Linked DNA regions of Mus musculus: all the other regions are linked to region 3. Evidence: chromatin contacts called from public HiChIP or PLAC-seq and promoter capture Hi-C data. All regions are on one chromosome and are shown on one strand. Each heading gives the region's core, a stretch centred on a gene start, on an enhancer-like site or on the middle of the called end of the contact. The rest is flanking DNA. Distances are from core to core; before and after follow the strand shown.

What was found. HiChIP or PLAC-seq counts read pairs in DNA pulled down with a chosen protein or histone mark. Capture Hi-C pulls out chosen DNA fragments and counts their contacts.
Region 1: an H3K4me3 HiChIP or PLAC-seq map of bone marrow-derived macrophages shows a contact between it and region 3, with 4 times the contacts expected there. The contact joins the enhancer-like site here to the promoter of Zfp593 in region 3. A contact is called at or near these places in 1 of 39 promoter capture datasets (the 3T3-L1 cell line), 1 of 484 Hi-C or Micro-C datasets (erythroblasts), 3 of 115 datasets of contacts at active chromatin or transcription factors (bone marrow-derived macrophages, embryonic stem cells and memory CD8 T cells) and 3 of 9 other capture datasets (adipose tissue, liver and pancreatic islet).
Region 2: a contact with region 3 is called in a promoter capture Hi-C map of adipose tissue. The contact joins the promoter of Sh3bgrl3 here to the promoter of Zfp593 in region 3. A contact is called at or near these places in 17 of 39 promoter capture datasets (the 3T3-L1 cell line, 3T3-L1-derived adipocytes, the HPC-7 cell line and 9 more), 13 of 484 Hi-C or Micro-C datasets (B cells, CD8 T cells, the N1E-115 cell line and 7 more), 8 of 115 datasets of contacts at active chromatin or transcription factors (the SCID.adh cell line, T-cell acute lymphoblastic leukemia, cardiomyocytes and 3 more) and 4 of 9 other capture datasets (adipose tissue, embryonic stem cells, liver and 1 more).

Annotation. Positions count from the first base shown.
Region 1 is chr4:134,158,821-134,161,520 of GRCm38.p6, forward strand. The region is part of intron 3 of Cep85 (centrosomal protein 85); the gene reads right to left. Among named protein-coding and RNA genes, the nearest start is that of Cep85, 27 kb to the right of the region's middle. Within about 2 kb of position 1,416, at least 56 of the 459 cell types and tissues checked have an H3K27ac peak or open chromatin away from gene starts, as enhancers often do. A contact at or near this core is called in adipose tissue, bone marrow-derived macrophages, erythroblasts and 2 more, where this site is marked.
Region 2 is chr4:134,127,398-134,130,097 of GRCm38.p6, forward strand. It overlaps Sh3bgrl3 (SH3 domain binding glutamic acid-rich protein-like 3), which reads right to left and starts at 1,336. Exons shown (of 3, transcript NM_080559.2): 1 at 1,219-1,336; 2 at 521-688; 3 at 9-409. The coding sequence starts at 1,266. The coding sequence ends at 344. It overlaps Cep85 (centrosomal protein 85), which reads right to left. Exons shown (of 14, transcript NM_144527.3): 14 at 2,461-2,700.
Region 3 is chr4:134,244,258-134,246,957 of GRCm38.p6, forward strand. It overlaps Zfp593 (zinc finger protein 593), which reads right to left and starts at 1,334. Exons shown (of 3, transcript NM_024215.2): 1 at 1,047-1,334; 2 at 768-830; 3 at 1-673. The coding sequence starts at 1,246. The coding sequence ends at 532. It overlaps E130218I03Rik (RIKEN cDNA E130218I03 gene), which reads left to right. Exons shown (of 5, transcript NR_040436.1): 3 at 1-156; 4 at 650-845; 5 at 1,166-1,616. It overlaps Gm30191 (predicted gene, 30191), which reads left to right and starts at 2,691. Exons shown (of 4, transcript NM_001372229.1): 1 at 2,691-2,700.

The DNA of each region.
Region 1 (2,700 bases), core at 166-2,665, 85 kb before region 3:
TGCTGTGACCCAGTCTGGTGACCTGAGTTTAATTACCAGCCCCATGCAAAAAGCTGAGCAAGGTAGCAAAAGCTCTTCATCCTAGTGCAAGAGACCCCTCGAGGCTTGTCGGACACAGTCTTGTCGGACACGGTCTAGCTGAGTCAATGAGCTCTAGGGTAGGTAGACTGCATCTGCTTGCCAGCATCCATGAAGTCCTGGGTTAACTCTGCTTAAACTGGGTAGTATAGCATATGCCCACAAACAGAAAGTGGAGATAGGAAGAGAAGAAGGTCAAGGCCATCCTTTGCTACATATAAGTTCTAGAACAGCCTGGGACAGATGAGACACCTCGTGAAAGAAAGGAAAGAGGGTGGGGGGGGGACATAGGGAAGGAAAGGAAAGAATAAAAAGGAAGAAGAGGAAGGAAGAGGGGAGGGAGAGGGTGTGGGTGTGATGGAAGGACAAGATTTCAGCAAGCAAGTAAACAAGCAAACAAACAAACAAACAAACAAAATCACTGTGTGCTTGTGGTGCTGGAAGTTAAACTCTGGGTAAGCACTTTCCCTTAGCCTCAATAAAAATAAAACATGAAAGACCCCACCATAAGGCTTAGCAAGCTAGCTGCAGTAACGCCATTTTGCAAGGCATGAAAAAGTACCAGAGCTGAGCTCTCAAAAGTTACAAGGAAGTTCAGTTAAAGATTAACAGTTACAAATCAAGGCTGAATAATACTAGGACAAGGGCCAAACAGGATATCGGTGGTCAAGCGCCTGGGCCCCGGCTCAGGGCCAAGAACAGATGGTACCCAGATAAAGCGGAACCAGCAACAGTTTCTGAAAAAGTCCCACCTCAGTTTCAGGTTCCCCAAATGACCAGGAAATACCCCAAGCCTTGATTTGAACTAACCACTCAGCTCGCTTCTCGCTTCTGTACCCGCGCTTTTTGCTCCCCAGCCCCAGCCCTATAAAAAGGGTAAGAACTCCACACTCGGCGCGCCAGTCCTCCGACAGACTGAGTCGCCCGGGTACCCGTGTTCCCAATAAAGCCTCTTGCTGATTACATCCGAATCGTGGTCTCGCTGATCCTTGGGAGGGTCTCCTCAGATTGATTGACCACCCACCTCGGGGGTCTTTCATTTGGAGGTTCCACCGAGATTAGGAGACCCCTGCCCAGGGACCACCGACCCCCGCCGGGAGGTAAGCTGGCCAGCGGTCGTTTCGTGTCTGTCTCTGTCTCCGTGCGTGTTGCGTGTTTGTGCCGGCATCTAATGTTTGCGCCTGCGTCTGTACTAGTTAGCTAACTAGATCTGTATCTGGCGGTTCTGCGGAAGAACTGACGAGTTCGTATTCCCGGCCGCAGCCCTGGGAGACGTCCCAGCGGCCTCGGGGGCCCGTTTTGTGGCCCATTCTGTATCAGTTAACCTACCCGAGTCGGACTTTTTGGAGCTCCTCCACTGTCCGAGGGGCACGTGGCTTTGTTGGGGGACGAGAGGCGGAGACACTTCCCTCCCCCGTCTGAATTTTTTACTTTCGGTTTTACGCCGAAACCGCGCCGCGCGTCTGATTTGTTTGTTGTCCTTTTGTCCTTCGTTAGTTTTCTCCTGTCTTTAAGTGTTTTCGAGATCATGGGACAGACCGTAACTACCCCTCTGAGTCTAACCTTGCAGCACTGGGGAGATGTCCAGCGCATTGCATCCAATCAGTCTGTGGATGTCAGGAAGAGGCGCTGGGTTACCTTCTGTTCCGCCGAATGGCCAACTTTCAATGTGGGATGGCCTCAGGATGGTACTTTTAATTTAGGTATTATCTCTCAGGTCAAGTCTAGAGTGTTTTGTCCTGGTCCCCACGGACACCCGGATCAGGTCCCATATATCGTCACCTGGGAGGCACTTGCCTATGACCCCCCTCCGTGGGTCAAACCGTTTGTCTCTCCAAAACCCCCTCCTTTACCGACAGCTCCCGTCCTCCCGCCCGGTCCTTCTGCGCAACCTCCGTCCCGATCTGCCCTTTACCCTGCCCTTACCCCCTCTATAAAGACCAAACCTCCTAAGCCCCAGGTTCTCCCTGATAACGGCGGACCTCTCATTGACCTTCTCACAGAGGACCCCCCGCCGTACGGAGCACAACCTTCCTCCTCTGCCAGAGGGAACGATGAAGAAGAGGCGGCCGCCACCTCCGAGGTTTCCCCCCCTTCTCCCATGGTGTCTCGACTGCGGGGAAGGAGGGACCCTCCCGCAGCGGACTCCACCTCCTCCCAGGCATTCCCACTCCGCATGGGGGGAGATGGCCAGCTTCAGTATTGGCCGTTTTCCTCCTCGGACTTATACAATTGGAAAAATAATAACCCTTCCTTTTCTGAAGATCCAGGTAAATTGACGGCCTTGATTGAGTCCGTCCTCATCACCCACCAGCCCACCTGGGACGACTGTCAGCAGTTGTTGGGGACCCTGCTGACCGGAGAAGAAAAGCAGCGGGTGCTCCTAGAGGCTAGAAAGGCAGTCCGGGGCAATGATGGACGCCCCACTCAGTTGCCTAATGAAGTCAATGCTGCTTTTCCCCTTGAACGCCCCGATTGGGATTACACCACTACAGAAGGTAGGAACCACCTAGTCCTCTATCGCCAGTTGCTCTTAGCGGGTCTCCAAAACGCGGGCAGAAGCCCCACCAATTTGGCCAAGGTAAAAGGGATAACCCAGGGACCTAATGAGTCTCCCTCAGC
Region 2 (2,700 bases), core at 86-2,585, 120 kb before region 3:
ACAAGCAGTCAGCACCAGAGGAATGGACATTTAATTGTCTCTAGGGCACTCCTAGGATGGGGATGCGGGGCCTTTGGCAGAGCTCTGGCTGATGGAAGCAACAGAAATGCTCATCAGACAGGGCCAGGCAGAGAGGATGCCCCAAGGTGTGGCTGGGGACAGCCATCGTCAGGGCTTAAGACAATCTTTTGAGACTAGTTGGTGAATAAGGAATGTTGCCTCTGGAGGAAGAGGAGGCGGCTGCGGAAAGGGTCTGGGTCTGGGTTTGCAGATTAGGACGACAAGGAGTTGGTTACAAGGCCTGGTGAAGAGCTAGCTGGATAGGATCGGTGGCCATCCTGACTCAGGCCAGCTTCAGGAACTCCTGCAGTGTGTCCTGCTCCACGGCCTCCACGAAGAGTTCATAGTCCTGAGGAAGGGAGGCAGTCACCTGAGTCGAGGTGCAGGGCACCCCAGTTGTTTGCCCAGGTCTGACCCTGGCTGCAGTCCTCCAACACCTCCCAGAACCCAAACCCCATACCCCACAGTAGTGGTTCCCGTTGACAATCTGAGGTGGGGTAGCTTTGGGGTTGCCAGCCAAGGTTCGCATCTCATCTCGAAGGGCGTTGTCCTGGGAGATGTCCACTAGCTGGTATTGGATCCTCTTCCCATCTAGGATGCGGGTCACCTCACTCTGCTGGGACTTGATCTAGGGGCGGAGGATTGACAGGGTTGGCAGGCAAGCTGAAGGATTTGTGGGAGGAATTCCTTCGGGTGTGAGCAACAGCTTCTATCCTGCCCACTCTGAGGGGAGGTTCTGGCCACTAAGGGATGGGAAGGGTCCAAGGATAGACAGGTAAACTACTAGAGTTTCAGAAAGAAGACGGGCAAGTTCTGTGCATGACAGGGAAGCTAGACTCGGCGAGGGGCAGGCCCTCTCTACAAGACACATCTCCTCCTCCACAGCCGCACAGTGGAGAGGAAGCGGGATTAAAGCGGTCGGGGGTTGGTGCAAGAGAATGGATGGCCCTATACTGGGGGAATGAGCGTGGGCAGCTCACGCTGGGGATGCCGAGGGGCCCTTGGTGCGGGGGTTCAGGCTGGGCCCAGCCCTTGGACCAGACCTGGGAGGCCATACCCCGCACCTCACTGCTTCCATCGTGGGGGCGGCTCCCGGGCGCTGGTCGGAGCACAGAGACGGCCCACCCTCTCCGGGCGCCGGCCCAGGCACACACTTACTTCTCGGGAGCCGGTGACCGACGTGCTGTAGACGCGCAGGCCACTCATGCTGCAGGCGGGGGACACAGACCAACTGAGGGACGGTGGGAGCGGCAGCTGCACGGCTAGGAACTACGCTGCCGCCGCCGCGCTTGGGAGCGGTTTCCTTCCTGCTCCGCCCGCGAGTCACTGCTCTCGGGACCAATGAGCTGCGCAGGCGGGTAAGGCGGGGCCTGCATGACCCCGCCCTGCTCCGTGGCCTGGAGCCGGGAGGACCCCTGTCCTCTGCAGCTACTTGGCTCCCCCACTTCCCCCTCAGCCCCATGCTGGGGACCGGCTAAAAGGCAGAAAAAGCTGGGAAGGCAGGCGGACCGGTTCAGTTAAAAGCTTTCCCCAGTCTACCCGGGTTGTGTACATTCAGTGGCCAAAGCAGTGCCACCCAGGTCTCCCGGTCTCTTAATAGCACAGCTCAGTATGGAACTTTGGAAGGCGGGTCAGTTCGCAAGCTTAGACAGCAAGGGCCGGGGGGAAAGCTGTGGTGGGGCGCTGGAGGGCGGGGAGGGCCAGTGCAGCCAGGACATTTTCTCTAAAGCACCTCTCCACTCAAACAGGCTCAGACAAGAAAGGGGTGGTGGCTGTAAGCGAGGGGGTGGGGGAGCGGCTCACACCCTTCAGGAGCCAGGGGGAGGAAGTAGGCTGCGGGACAGCGAGCGTGCTAGTGTGCGGAGTCAAAGGCTGGTGCCCCGACTTAACCTGGCTTGCACTGGCCCTTGGCACAGCTATTTTTGGGGTGATCCCAACTTAACTCTACCTTTACATTGCAAATGACACCCCACATCTTTGAACTTTAAGAATTCAGCTAATGAGATGGAAGAGAGTCCAGCACCCATTCCAACTGTGGATCAAGCTCTGTCAGGTTCACTATAGGCCCCAAGAGTAGACCTGGGGCTACATAAATAATGGCGCAGGAACAACACAATTCTGCTGCCTGCTGAGGCAAACTGCCTGTCTGCTTCTGGGGAAGTCATTTCCTCAAAGCCACAGAAACCCAGAAGCTGCTGACCTCTGAGAGGTGTGCAACTTTGTAGTGACAACTGGCGGCGGTTGCTCTCTGCAACACAGGAGTGTGGGCAGAGACTAATCTGTCGCCACCCAGAGCAGAAGTGGGAAGACTGAGCCTCCACACTGGATCTGCCTAAACTCACTTCAAAAGAGTCACAGGCAGGCTGGCAGGGGACGCTGGGAGGCACTAGGAAACCGGAGTGTTTGTTAAATGTTTTATTCTGTAATCAAAATAGGCAATACAAACCAGTCGACTTAACAAAGAGTCATATAAATAACTTTATAAACTTTACGAAGAAAAATACCCGTGAGCATGGAGGCTGGGCTCCCGATAACAGGGTGGAAACCAACCAGGAAGCTCTGTTTTAAGGAGGCAGCAGCCCGGAGGCTGAGGGGATGGTCAGCTGGGTGTGATTACTCTGAAAGGTAAGCCACTCCATA
Region 3 (2,700 bases), core at 84-2,583:
GGCAGAGCCCCGGAGTCCCCTGGTTGGGATTGTGGCTACATTGTTGGCTGTCCTCGGGTTAGGTGGCTCCTGCTATGCAGTATGGAAGATGGTGAAGCAGCGGCAACCATCACAGGCCCCGTGATGAGGCGGGTAGCCTCTCGCCCAGGCTTGGAGGTAGGCGATTCAGGGGAGGGGGCTGCAATATCCGAATCCCACTTTTTTCCCCTTGGGGATTAGTCTCAGCCATCGCTAGATCCTACTCCCAAGTTTTACGCTGTACCTAGCCAGACTCCAGCCTAGATCCAAAGAAGCAGGGGGAGGATACCCGTTCCAAAGCTGGACCTAGTAGGGAGTAGACATCTTGGCCCAGAAACCCCTGGTAAGGGAAGTTAGTATCGGAGGTGTGCCCTCTTGTCCAGGTCCTTTATTTTGGGCAGAACACCCGGAAGAGAGCATCTCCGCAAACCGGAAATCCAAAATACACACTCTCAGCTTGGCTGATGAACCACTGCCCATGGGCAGTTCCTCTGCCCTGCATCCTTAGGCCACTCAGGTGGACGTGTCCATCTCAGGGATATCAGTGGACACTTCTGTGGGCACGCCCAGCCGCTGGGGTTGAACATACGAGCCCATGCCCGCTGCCCTCTCAGCTTCTTCCTGACTGTAGGGTTCGACACTCAGCTGCTTCAGCCTGGGAAAAAGAAGAGTTGGAGATCGGAGCTCACCGAGTGCAAACCCTTCCTGCATGGCACCCATCCGCCAGTCCTCTACTGACCCCTCCATACCTTTTCTTGTGGTCTTTGGATCGGAAATGGGTCTTCAGGTTGGCTGAATCGATGAAGTACCTCCTGCAGGAATGTAGGGTGAGGGAAAGAGTGAAGGGGTGAGGTCTCTCACACCTCCCTGGCCCTAGCTCGTTCCCAGACATCGGATTCTGAACCCGAAGTGATAAGTGGCGGGTTGACCCAGGGATCCCAAGACAGAACCTTCTAGCGGCTCGCGGCCCGGACCTCGCTGCCCCTAGCTAGTACCTCAGACCCTGCTCCTCCCCAGGCTGGACTCACGCGCAAGCCAGACAGCGATGCAGGCCGCCCCCTGGCAGGTCCGGGTCGGGCTCCGCGTCCGGCTCCGGCTTGGGCCGCGGGAGCCCCTGCGGCCTCAGCTCGCGATGAATCTCATCCAGGTCCGGCCGCCGCTTCTTGGCCTTCATCTGGCGGGCTAAGGAATGTGCTCGGTGCGCGCCGGTCCGCCGAGAGCGACCCATGATCAGAGAGACACCCACACACAAGACCAAGAAACAGGGAGTAGGGAAAAGACCCACACGTGTTGGCGCTTCCGGGCCGCCCAGTGACGTCACGAGAGGCCCGCCCGGGGGCGGAGCAGGATTGGACAGACTGCCTCTGATGACGTCACGGTCGGGTTGGCCGTTTGAGCGCCCCCAGATGGTCGTCGATGATAGTGACTGGGCTCTCGCGGGGCGTGAGCGGGCTTGAGGGGAGCCGGTCCCACTATTCTGCCCGCCCCATCCTCACTTGCCGGTTTCCACACCCCGAATTTCAGTGGTAGGGGATGCTTTTAACGTCTCTGGAAGCACTGTTGCTTGTGCCATGAATAAATTACTTCATAAATGAGAATTAGTGTGGAATCATGGATGGGTCACCCAGAGATACCCCTAGGTTCTAACAAAGAGCCTTGTTCTCCTCACCTACCCCCCACTGGCGTTTCATTTTACATCTCTCCTCTGTTCTCCCTCCCCCACTCTCAAGCAAATTCCTGGGGCAAAAAGCAGAAAATTGTTTCACAAAGAATCTACCACCTAAGGGGTCTGTCCTTGAAGAGTGCTCAGCTCTTTTTACAAAAAGAGCTTTTTGTCTGTTGTTGGTTGGTTGGTTGGCTGCTTGCTTGCTTGGTTCTTCAGAACTGGGGTTGGTGTCCAGGGCTTCATATAATCCAGGCAGGCAGTCTAACAGAGGAGTTTGGGGTGGGGCACCACATCACTAGCCCAAGAGGAAATGTCCCTAGAAGAAGCCCCCCACCTTTGCTTTCTTTCTTTATGCCCAGGGAGGGCTGGCAGGAAAGGGGGAAATGACCAAGAAATGGTGCCTCTGCTCATCTTGGCCTGGTGCCTCTCAGGCTGGCCAGAGCCAGCTCCACTATATGGGGGCAGAGGACCTCAGCAATAATTAAGCATTCTGGCTCTTTGGAACCAGTTGCCAGGAAACAGGGAGTGAGGCACGTGCATCCCTGGGGAGAACAGGTTTCTAGGCCAGACCCGAAGTGAAATGGAAGCCCAGCGTGCTGACTGGAGGTCTGGGATCTTCCAACTCCAACTTATGAGGACTGGGTAGACACAGGGTGGGACCCTGATGAGGACCCAGCTAGAATGGCAGCGATCACAGGATGCATAGGTATGGCTCCTGGACTCAAGACTCCACTCAAGTGGAAAACTTTTTCTACAGCTATTGAGCCGCCATCAGTATTCCCGACTGCAGGCAGAAAAATGGACTCTCCAAAAAGCTGACTTTATTAACTTTGGCCAATTTGGGTCAAGACTTGGGGCTGAAATGGCACAAGCCTGCCCCAACCTCAGAATCCGTGGGATCAAGTTTACCTGCCTGGCACTGTGCCAGCTGGGGAGACTGGTGCATCTTTCATGAAGTCACCGGATCCCGGGGACAGGCTCTTGGTTCTTCCAAGTTTCTGGGACCAGAGCCACTG